Linked DNA regions of Bombyx mori: region 1 is linked to region 2. A link is a contact called in public Hi-C data. All regions are on one chromosome and are shown on one strand. Each heading gives the region's core, a stretch centred on a gene start, on an enhancer-like site or on the middle of the called end of the contact. The rest is flanking DNA. Distances are from core to core; before and after follow the strand shown.

Region 1 (4,600 bases), core at 1,983-4,482, 160 kb after region 2:
TAAGATAAATCCAGTCTTTAAAAAATTCCTCATTCAGCCAAACATCAATCAATATCAATATATGATTCTAAAAGCAGCCACTTATCTGCTATCATTCAATTTAGCAAGATGACTACACCACGAGGCCCGCAAGAAGAGGAAGCTATGCGGTCAGACCGCCGTAACTGTCTGTCCGTCTGTCCGTCATTAACACTAATAACTCCATACGAGCAGCAGGAAAGACTATGTACAGTAACGCAAAAGTCACATCCCTGCGGTTTCGGCGAAGCAATTCTCTTTGTTGAGGCGACGCAGCCCTAATTCTATAAATAGGCATATCGTTGCGGTCGACGTGGTAATCGCGCGTCAAGAAAATGTTTGGAATGCAACCATTAGGGACCCGTATAACAATTGACACAGGAAATATGTAGATTGACGAACGGACGTATGTGGTCGAAGCGTCTTTTTCATTAGATATTTTAATGAATAGTGTTTTTCTTAATTATACACGAGAATTTCGTGACAATTTTAATCTGCAAATTGTGTATATCTGCTATAGCTTCTCCGAGAATCAGAGGTTCGTATATAATCATCATCATCTTAGGCCTACCACCCAGGGTGGGCCTTAGGCTGGTCCAGTAGGTATGTCTTTCAAGACTGCTCTCTTCGGGGCTTTCTCCTTCCAGTTCCTAACACTGAGATAACTTTCAGGTCGCGCTCCACGCCATCCAACCATCGGAGTTTGGGTCTGCTAAGACTTCTGCGGCCCTCTGGTTTGCCATAGAGCAGTTGTCTTGGAATTTTTCGAATGAAATACGTACTTAACAAATGTTCATGATTGACTTCCACGGTGAAGGAATATAACATCGTGTAATAAAAATCAAACCCGCAAAATTATAATTTGCGTAATCACTGGTGGTAGGACCTATTGTGAGTCCGCACGGGTAGGTACCACCGCCCTGCCTATTTCTGCCGTGAAGCAGTAATGCGTTTCGGTTTGAAGGGTGGGGTAGCCGTTGTAACTATACTGAGACCTTAGAACTTATATCTCAAGGTGGGTGGCGCATTTACGTTGTAGATGTATATGGGCTCCAGTAACCACTTAACACCAGGTGGGCTGTGAGCTCGTCCACCCATCTAAGCAATCTGGTCTCCTCCATTCGAACGTATATAATATTCGATTCGTATATAATAGCTAAGTGTTATTTTGTCTGAGGGATCCGGCAAAATTATATGCAGTAACCACTTAACACCAAGTTGGCGGTGAGTTTGTCCACTCACCTAAGCAACGCAGAAAAAAAAAAAACTAAAGACATGCAAAGGTCCTGTTGCTACTGTCATATCCTCGTCATTGGTGTTCTGTAACAAACCTCTCTGCAGTTTATACTGCAGCTAATTCTATTGAAGTACCTGTTAATAGTACGATGTATTGCGGATGAACCAGCCTTTTCTCTATTTGTTCCATTTGATTTTCAATTGTGTCAACAACAGCGGATGCCGAATTCAAAACAGGGAAAAACAGAGATACACTGAAAATCTGTTTTAGAGCAACAAGGTGCATATAACATAACTTTGAATAATCTTTGAAATATTAACATTAAGCTGAAATTGAAGCATTTGCGCTCAAATTTTGAGAATTATTTAATTTGTATCATCAATATTATAACACATCTTTAAGAATACACAAAATAAACTAATTACTAAGCTGTTATAGAGAGTCGCAAAATTAAATTTTATCTAAAATACACAGCGTGATTTGATCAACATCATTTCACCATGATGATGACAAAATATGCATCTGTCACTGAAAATGGAGTAAATGTGCCATTGCCGATAGCATAAAATCCAGTCCCTCCCTGGTGATGTGAAACTCATCTCTTTATAGTCTCGATGCGTAACCTTTTTTCTTCCTATTCTAGTGACCTCAAGGGGTCATACAAGATTCACCGAGTGAGTAGGTGAGCTCACGGGACTCTAGCCTGTAAAAAATGGTTTTATATGACAAATCATAAAGTCCTCGATGATCTGTCCGGTTGATTAGCTAATGCGCCAAATGTGTTATTCTGGACATAAGAACATCGTGTAATAAGATCAAACGTAAATATTAGTAGCTACTGATGGCAAACTTTTTCCGTCCGCCAGTCATACGTGCCGGCTTAAAATAATAATTAAATAAGCCTTTATTACTGTTAGATTTTAACTTATTTAACTAAACATAACATGATAACAATAGAAGTAAGAAAACTATAAATTAAAATAAAATAAAACATTCTCGTATTAATTATTTAAGACTAAAGTCTTTAATTCCGGAGCGGCGTCCACATTTACGTGTATGATCTTAGGTAATCAATTAACACAAGGAGCTATGTGATCAACTGTTCTTATGTAAAATAAGCAGTCAATGCAATTAATATAGCCGTAGACATAATAATATAGTGAACTCACAAAAGCAGTAATATATGATAAAGAGCGGTATACAAATAGATCTAAAAAATATTGTTGATTTAAAACACTTTCATAGTTTTCATGATCATTAATTACATCAAGTACGTTAGATAGAAAACCCTCTATAAAAAAAAGAAAAAAAAAGTTCGTTAGTTACGTTTATATTTTTTTATTGCCCTTGTAGGCAGGCCGGCATACGGCCCACCTGATGGTGAGTTGTTACCGTCGCCCATGACGTCAGCAATGCCAGGGGCAGAGCCAACCTGCTGCCTACCGTAAATTACTCAAAATTAGTCAGAAGGCCAATTGATATGTTTGACGAAAATATCTTAAAATCATGTTCAGCATTCGAATCAAATTTAGTGGACGAGCTCACAGCCCATGTGTTAAGTGGTAATTGGAGCCCATAGACATCTACAACGTAAATGCGCCACCCACCTTGCGATATAAGTTCTAAGGTCTCACTCTATAGTAGTCTATAGTTACAACGGCTACCCCACCCTTCAAACCGAAACGCATTACTGCTTCACGGCAGAAATATTAAAAAGGGTTGCAGAATGTACTGTCTGCAAAAGCCAAAAGCTAAAACATACTTTGAACCGTTGATTAAATTTGTCTTCGTAACCTAGTTATAATTTTTTCAGTAGTCACTACTAATTTGTAACTTAAACTTAATTTTTGTAAATGGTTTATCGATGTGGAATAGGGCGCCATCTATTGTTAAATAAAGGAATTTAAATATATTTTGCTACTCTTCAGTAGGTGGCGCGATGCTCAATGATTTAAAGTTGGGTGAATGCTAGTCACCTAATAATTACCTAGTACTAAAATCTTTCTATGTAAAGATTAATCTCTGTATGTAAGTAAATGTTATGCTTATTTAATTATTAAATTAAAAAAACGAAGCCTTGTAATATATATCAATCAAGATACTTCTCGATAATATATAAACGCACTTGTTAACAAAACGCTAGTAAATACGGCCATTGCCAATATTAAGTGTATAATCTATGGCCATAGATTATACACTTAATATCTATGGCCATTGCCAGCTGACTGACAAAACCGGCGCATGCGCAATGTAGGCGTGAGGTGATGGTTTGCTTATCTATACTTAATATTATAAAGAGGAAAGATTTGTTTGTTTGTTTGTTTCGAATAGGCTCCAAAACTACTGGACCGATTTGAAAAATTCTTTTTCCATTAGAAGCCGACATTGTCCCTGATGAACATAGGCTGCTTTTTTTTAATTTTTTAATTTTTTTTTTTTTGTTTCATGTGTGTTTTAATGTTTCCGAAGCGAAGCGAGGGCGGGTCGCTAGCTAGATATAAAATAATTAATAATTGGGAATTTAATTGTTTTTATGATCGAACAATAGTCGTCGAACAAACGATAATTGATCAAAATTGATTGATCAAAATCTGAGCGATAAAAATAAACATATCTAGTAAGGGGGCCCACTTAGCGGTGATCATTTGTTTAATTAATTATAAATAAATAAAAGACGAACAAACAATTTTTACATTCGAACATTAACGAACAAATGACGGCCAAATATATAAAAATAAAAAAAATAAAAATTCAAAAAAAGGGGGGGGGCCAAATTCACAGCCCAATTAAGTCTAGTCTCAAATCCTTTTATGAAGGCCACTGAAGTGTCTATGATGAAGGCAGACGAAAATTTTTTATAACTTATTAGGCTTGGCATCAAACCTACATTGTAGATAAGAATAATCATAGCTTAAAATTTTAAACATCCCTCTGACTTTAAAATATTGTAACATTATGTAAATTGTAAGTAGATATTAAATTGTACAATTGTACAAGAGCGCCACCCTCCTTGAGATATAAGTTCTAAGGTTTCAAGTATAGTTACAACGGCTGCCCCACCCTTCAAGCCGAAACGCATTACTGCTTCACGGCAGAAATAGGCAGGTTTTTAAGTCGTTATCGTTGCAAACTCGCACTAAGCACACAGGACGGCGGTATCTATCCGTGCGAGCTCACAGAGCCCTCCACCGTTAGTAATTACGTAAATTATATTTTTTGCGAATTTCGTTTAAGTAACACGATATTCCTTCATAATCAAAGTCATTCGTGAGCATGTTCTAAGTAAACCTGGTGGTTGTGAGTCCGTACGGGTAGGTACCACCACCCTGCCGTGTAGCAGTAATG
Region 2 (5,279 bases), core at 347-2,846:
AGAAGACGACTATGATTTATAAACGTTATTTAGTGTTTGAACCAGCATATATATTAAAGGTAAGTCTCAGTTGTTATTGGTTTTAATGTATTTGATTAAATAAAAATATATGTAAAAATCTGTTGTTTTTGGGGATATTGGGGACGTCTTAGGTACAAATAACAACGACAAAGGGGTCAATTGGGATGAGAATACGTGAAATGGAAACGACCTAAGTACAAATAGGTACAGGTTTGTAGGGTTGTCTATGTAGTTATAACAATATTTTTTAAATTTGTTGGTAAAAATCTGGTTTATTCGAAGCGAAATAGGGAATAAGTCTTTAGTTGAAATAGATAAGCAATTTAATATAAGTAAGTCGATTTTGCAGAGACATGTAACAAGATCAATGAAATCTCAAGGTGGACAAAAATGTCTAAGTAATATATTTAATATTTGAAAAATAAATATTTAATATTTGTTCAGAGTGGGGGTATTCATCTGATTAATCCATGGAATAACCGACACACCTAATCTCTTAACCCAGATAGAAATATCAGCACTATCGATTGCACCTATAATTGAGGTGATGTCTGCCATGTACTTTTGTCAGTTTTTAAATTTTTTTTATTGATGATCACTTTGTTGGTGCAACTAAATAAATAAATTAATTAAAACTATATATAAAAATGAAAGTAGTGCCAACCCTAGCAAATTTCTCATTTCGTCCCAATTAACCGCAATTTTCGGGTAAATAGGGATTACAGCTATTTTTGCATTTTTTGCTTAAACTGGAATGCTAGTTGCATAATTTTAAATTAGACAACAAAGATGCCCCCAAGACTCAATCATTTTGATCCTGATATAGCATTATATACATCAACAACTATCTTAAAATTGCTCATAAAGTTGGAATTTGTCCCTAGTCGCCCCATTTTACGGTATATGTCTATGAAATTTATCAATAACTTTATTGTGAAATCAAAAGCGTTTTTATTAATATCTGTTATCCACGCAATGGAAACTGAACTAGACTACAGTTAAAATCACGATTCACGACAACGCTTTATCTAATAAATAGTGCTACTCAGCAAAATTAGATTTTTTTAGTCTGCATAATTTCGAATTAGTTAAATCTGTGTAAGGAGTTAAATCTGTGTAAGGAGTTATAGTGTACTGCATTTACCTTCAGTGAGCCACATTCACCTCTCGCGGCAAAACACGAGTACAACTCGGATTCAAGTAACTTTTTAAATTTTCGGATAAAAGGCTTATTACACTTGGCTAAATTTAGTCGACTGAATTTAGTCGGTACTGAATTCAGTGAAGTGTAACAGCATTCAGTAAGCTAGCCTACTAAATTCAGTAGCAAGGATGGTTTCTGACTGACTAAATTATTAAGAAGCCTAATTAGAAACGCATTTAGAAAAGCGAGGACTACGCCAAGACCAATTTTTTGTTGTCTAGACAATACTAGGGCCATCCTCTTATACACACGACACGTCCAACTTCGTCGCGCTTAAGCTGGCAATTGATTCAGTAACTGAATTAAGAATAGTGTAATCAGAAGTTTCTAACTTGCTTCTGAATTCAGTCGTAAATTTAGCCAAGTGTAATAAGCCTTTAACGCCACGCGGACGTCAACATGTTCTATAAAATCTCAATAAATTTCTACTGCTTTAAAGAGAGTTTAATATATTTCATGTCATCCCACAGCTGTTATATTATCTTACCTATTATAATTCAATTTGATTTCATTATTTAATCAACTCAACCAGCACAATCGTTAAATGTTACATTTTATTTAATAAACATGACTTCTATTTTTCCTACAAAATGGCATGCACTTCGTTCCCTTTGCTTGTCTTAGCCACGAATCAAATAAAAACCTCTTGTCATTTTTGAACATTGGACTTTGTAACCTAGATTTAAGTTTAATAAATTATTTAATAAATAAAAACAGATTTCCTGAACAAAATCTTGCTTATCAAAATGTTTGCACCCAATAGCAGGCATTTATTTTTGTCTGGACAGGTTGGAAACTTTATTATTATATTGAGATCCTAAAACTTAGATTATTAACCTCTAGATGAGATTAGTCTTAAAACTTATATGTTAATTTCAAGGGTCGAGGTCACGATGTGAGTTATGATAATTATTGTTCAATTGGATTTTAGAAATAAATAGGTGCATAAGTAATTTAGACCCATTTTTAAATATATTTTCCTAATATATTACTGAATTGTAATAGCGACTCTAATTTCAGCTGCGTCGTTTGCAAAGTACTTTAGTGCTCGCCGAGCACAACAATGAGGTACTATCTCCAGCAACCCAAAATACATTGAATGCTGCCAAGAAAATTGGAGGTGATGTCTCAGTGCTTGTGGCTGGAACCAAATGTGGACCTGTATGTTTTTATTTTGAAGCTAATTTAACAAACAATAAGTACAGTTTCGGGTTTTAGTCTTGGAACCAATTAATAATAAGTATTGGCATCTTATGTAATCTCGTTATATGAATATATATCAAGTCAATTTTAATCAGAATCCTGTAATAGAATGCCATGGTTCTGTAATTAGCTATTGTATGTGAAGGATGTCATATTTAAAGTAGAGTTACTTAAATATTAAAAATTGCTAGAATATCAAATATTAAGTACAATGTAATGTCATGGGACAGTGCAGTCAGTACTAATTGCAGAGCTTACCTATAATTGTACTATTATCATTTTCCTAATAAAAAACTTTTAAATTTGACTTCTTTCAGGCTGCAGAATCCATTGCTAAGGCAAATGGTATATCTAAAGTTTTAGTGGCTGAGAGTGATGTCTTTAAAGGTTTTACTGCTGAAACCCTGACTCCTCTGATTTTGGCTACACAAAAACAGTTCAAATTCACTCATATCTTAGCACCAGCAACTGCTTTCGGAAAGACGGTGCTGCCACGAGTTGCGGCCAAGCTTGATGTGTCACCAATAACTGATATCATTGGTATCAAGGATGCTAATACCTTTGTGAGAACAATTTATGCTGGTGAGGTCCTATTGATCATGTACATTTTGTATATATCATTTTTACATTCATTATTCATACATCTTTGTAAAGCCTCTGGCTCTATGCTCAGTGTATTTCCAGAGCTCTTTTATACAATTTATCAACCTCAACAAACTTCCCTCCATGGTATTCCTTGAGCTCTAAAACATTTCATTTTTCAAATGTGCCTTCGGGAGTGTTCTCTATGGTGGGCAATGGCAAACGTCCTTATGTAATGCCAGCAATGTCACTCAAATGTCACATGGGCCATAAGCTCATTGCCCTATGAAGGTAATAAAAACAGTCTGTTAGTTCAACTGAAATTAATGTTAATTAATGATTAATTGATTGATATTTTTAGGTAACGCTATATTAACCCTTGAGGCCAAAGATCCTATCAAGGTCATCACTGTTCGTGGCACAGCATTCCCTGCAGAGCCATTGGAGGGAGGGTCTGCAGCAATTGATAAAGCACCTGAGGGCGACTATAAGACTGATCTGGTTGAATTTTTAAAGCAGGAATTGACCAAATCTGACAGACCAGAACTCACTAGTGCTAAGAATATTGTATCTGGTGGTAAGATATTATAGTTAAAAAATAATAATAATAAATAATCAATGCTTAATTTAATTGCTTGGTCTAATTTAATAGAAACTTTAAAATTAATGTAATGTAGAATTCATAGGACTAAAATTCCACTATTTAAACTCTCGTTATCTTATAGGTCTTAAAAGCAACGAATGGTTCTACTGGTTCTGCTAAAATACTGCAATTATCTTACTGCATTATTATTGTACTGTAAACCCTCATAGATAGATACCAATATGCTGCCTATTTCTGTTATGTGGATGACCTGTAAGAGTGCTCACACATCTACATAATAAAAAGATACTTTTCAAAATTATATTCAAATTACACATCAGAATTATTCAAAGTGTAATGTTGTTATTTGACAGGACGAGGCTTGAAGTCTGGTGACAACTTCAAGTTGTTGTATGATCTAGCTGATAAGTTGAATGCGGCCGTGGGTGCCTCTCGTGCAGCTGTCGATGCTGGCTTTGTACCCAACGACCTACAGATTGGACAGACTGGCAAGATTGTTGCTCCTGTTAGTATTAAATTTATATTTAATTAGGTGTGCTTTCTTTGAATCTCATACACTTTAGATTTGACATTGAATACACAACTCTATCAGAATGTCACAGATACAGGGTGTATAGAACTCCTTTATGATTCCTAACACAAAAGCATACAAATTATTTAAAAAATGTATTTCTTTTTCGACTGGAAAGAAACTTCTTTTGCTCATAATATAACAAATTTCATACAAAAATCAATTGAGGTGGTAGATTTATGGTCGTAAAATGTCATAGATGTATATGTCATATAAAGCTTTTGTGAATTTAGTTTTAGATTGTCGTTTTACAATAAAACGAACTGTTCACTTTAATGCTGTCCTTGAGCGGTTCCAGTATATACAACATACTCTTTCATTATGTGTGTTGATGCCGTTCATCTAAAAGTAATCTGAAATAAATATATCTTGCAATATTTACAACAGACTTTGTTGTTCTAAATAACATATACAACACATAGTAATATTAGTAGTAAATACACACTGTAAGACAGATTAGTGTGTAAAACTTTCACAAATGAATGAGCATTATTTGCTCTTTCTTCATTTCATGTAACTGCTTAAGAATTTGAATATATTGTATTATAATTGAATTAATTATTTGGTAATAGCAAAGTAATGTTATTTAATTATTGTCCTACCAAAAAAAATTGTGTTTTGATTATATACTTTTCTAAAAAAAAAAAGTATTATATTGCTATTTATATATATAATTATTTTAGTGTATTATTAATGTGTATTTTTGACGCCTGCTCCAGGACTTGTACATCGCTGTAGGCATCAGTGGTGCTATTCAGCACTTGGCCGGCATGAAAGACTCCAAAACCATTGTAGCAATCAACAAAGATCCTGAAGCTCCGATTTTCCAGGTAAAATTAGGTGTTTCAGTCACAGTACCAAATTACTATGTACAGTAAGTATATCCAGAGGCAATGTTGCATAGTGACCGATCTTAAATGATTTTATTATTCCATTAATTTTAATATCTTATAATATTTTTAATAACGCACTTCTAAATTTACTTATCTCAAAGGCAAAAGTTCAACAGACATTTATCATTCTTTATCAATGTTAAACAAAATATAGTATTGGCAATTGCTATGCCACGTCAAATTGATATTTTAATAAGTTTA

What was found. A called contact is a pair of places that touch in the nucleus more often than the background predicts.
Region 1: a Hi-C map of middle silk gland shows a contact between it and region 2, with 4 times the contacts expected there. The contact joins the enhancer-like site here to the promoter of LOC101746171 in region 2. A contact is called at or near these places in 3 of 7 Hi-C or Micro-C datasets (middle silk gland and whole pupa).

What each region holds. Positions count from the first base shown.
Region 1 is chr5:13,849,854-13,854,453 of ASM3026992v2, forward strand. No RefSeq gene overlaps it. Among protein-coding and RNA genes, the nearest start is that of LOC732994, 8.1 kb to the right of the region's middle. Within about 2 kb of position 3,233, at least 4 of the 8 cell types and tissues checked have open chromatin away from gene starts, as enhancers often do.
Region 2 is chr5:13,689,228-13,694,506 of ASM3026992v2, forward strand. LOC101746171 (electron transfer flavoprotein subunit alpha, mitochondrial) reads left to right here and starts at 1,597. Exons shown (of 7, transcript XM_038011255.2): 1 at 1,597-2,013; 2 at 2,246-2,386; 3 at 2,746-3,010; 4 at 3,372-3,587; 5 at 3,968-4,119; 6 at 4,905-5,015. The coding sequence starts at 1,972.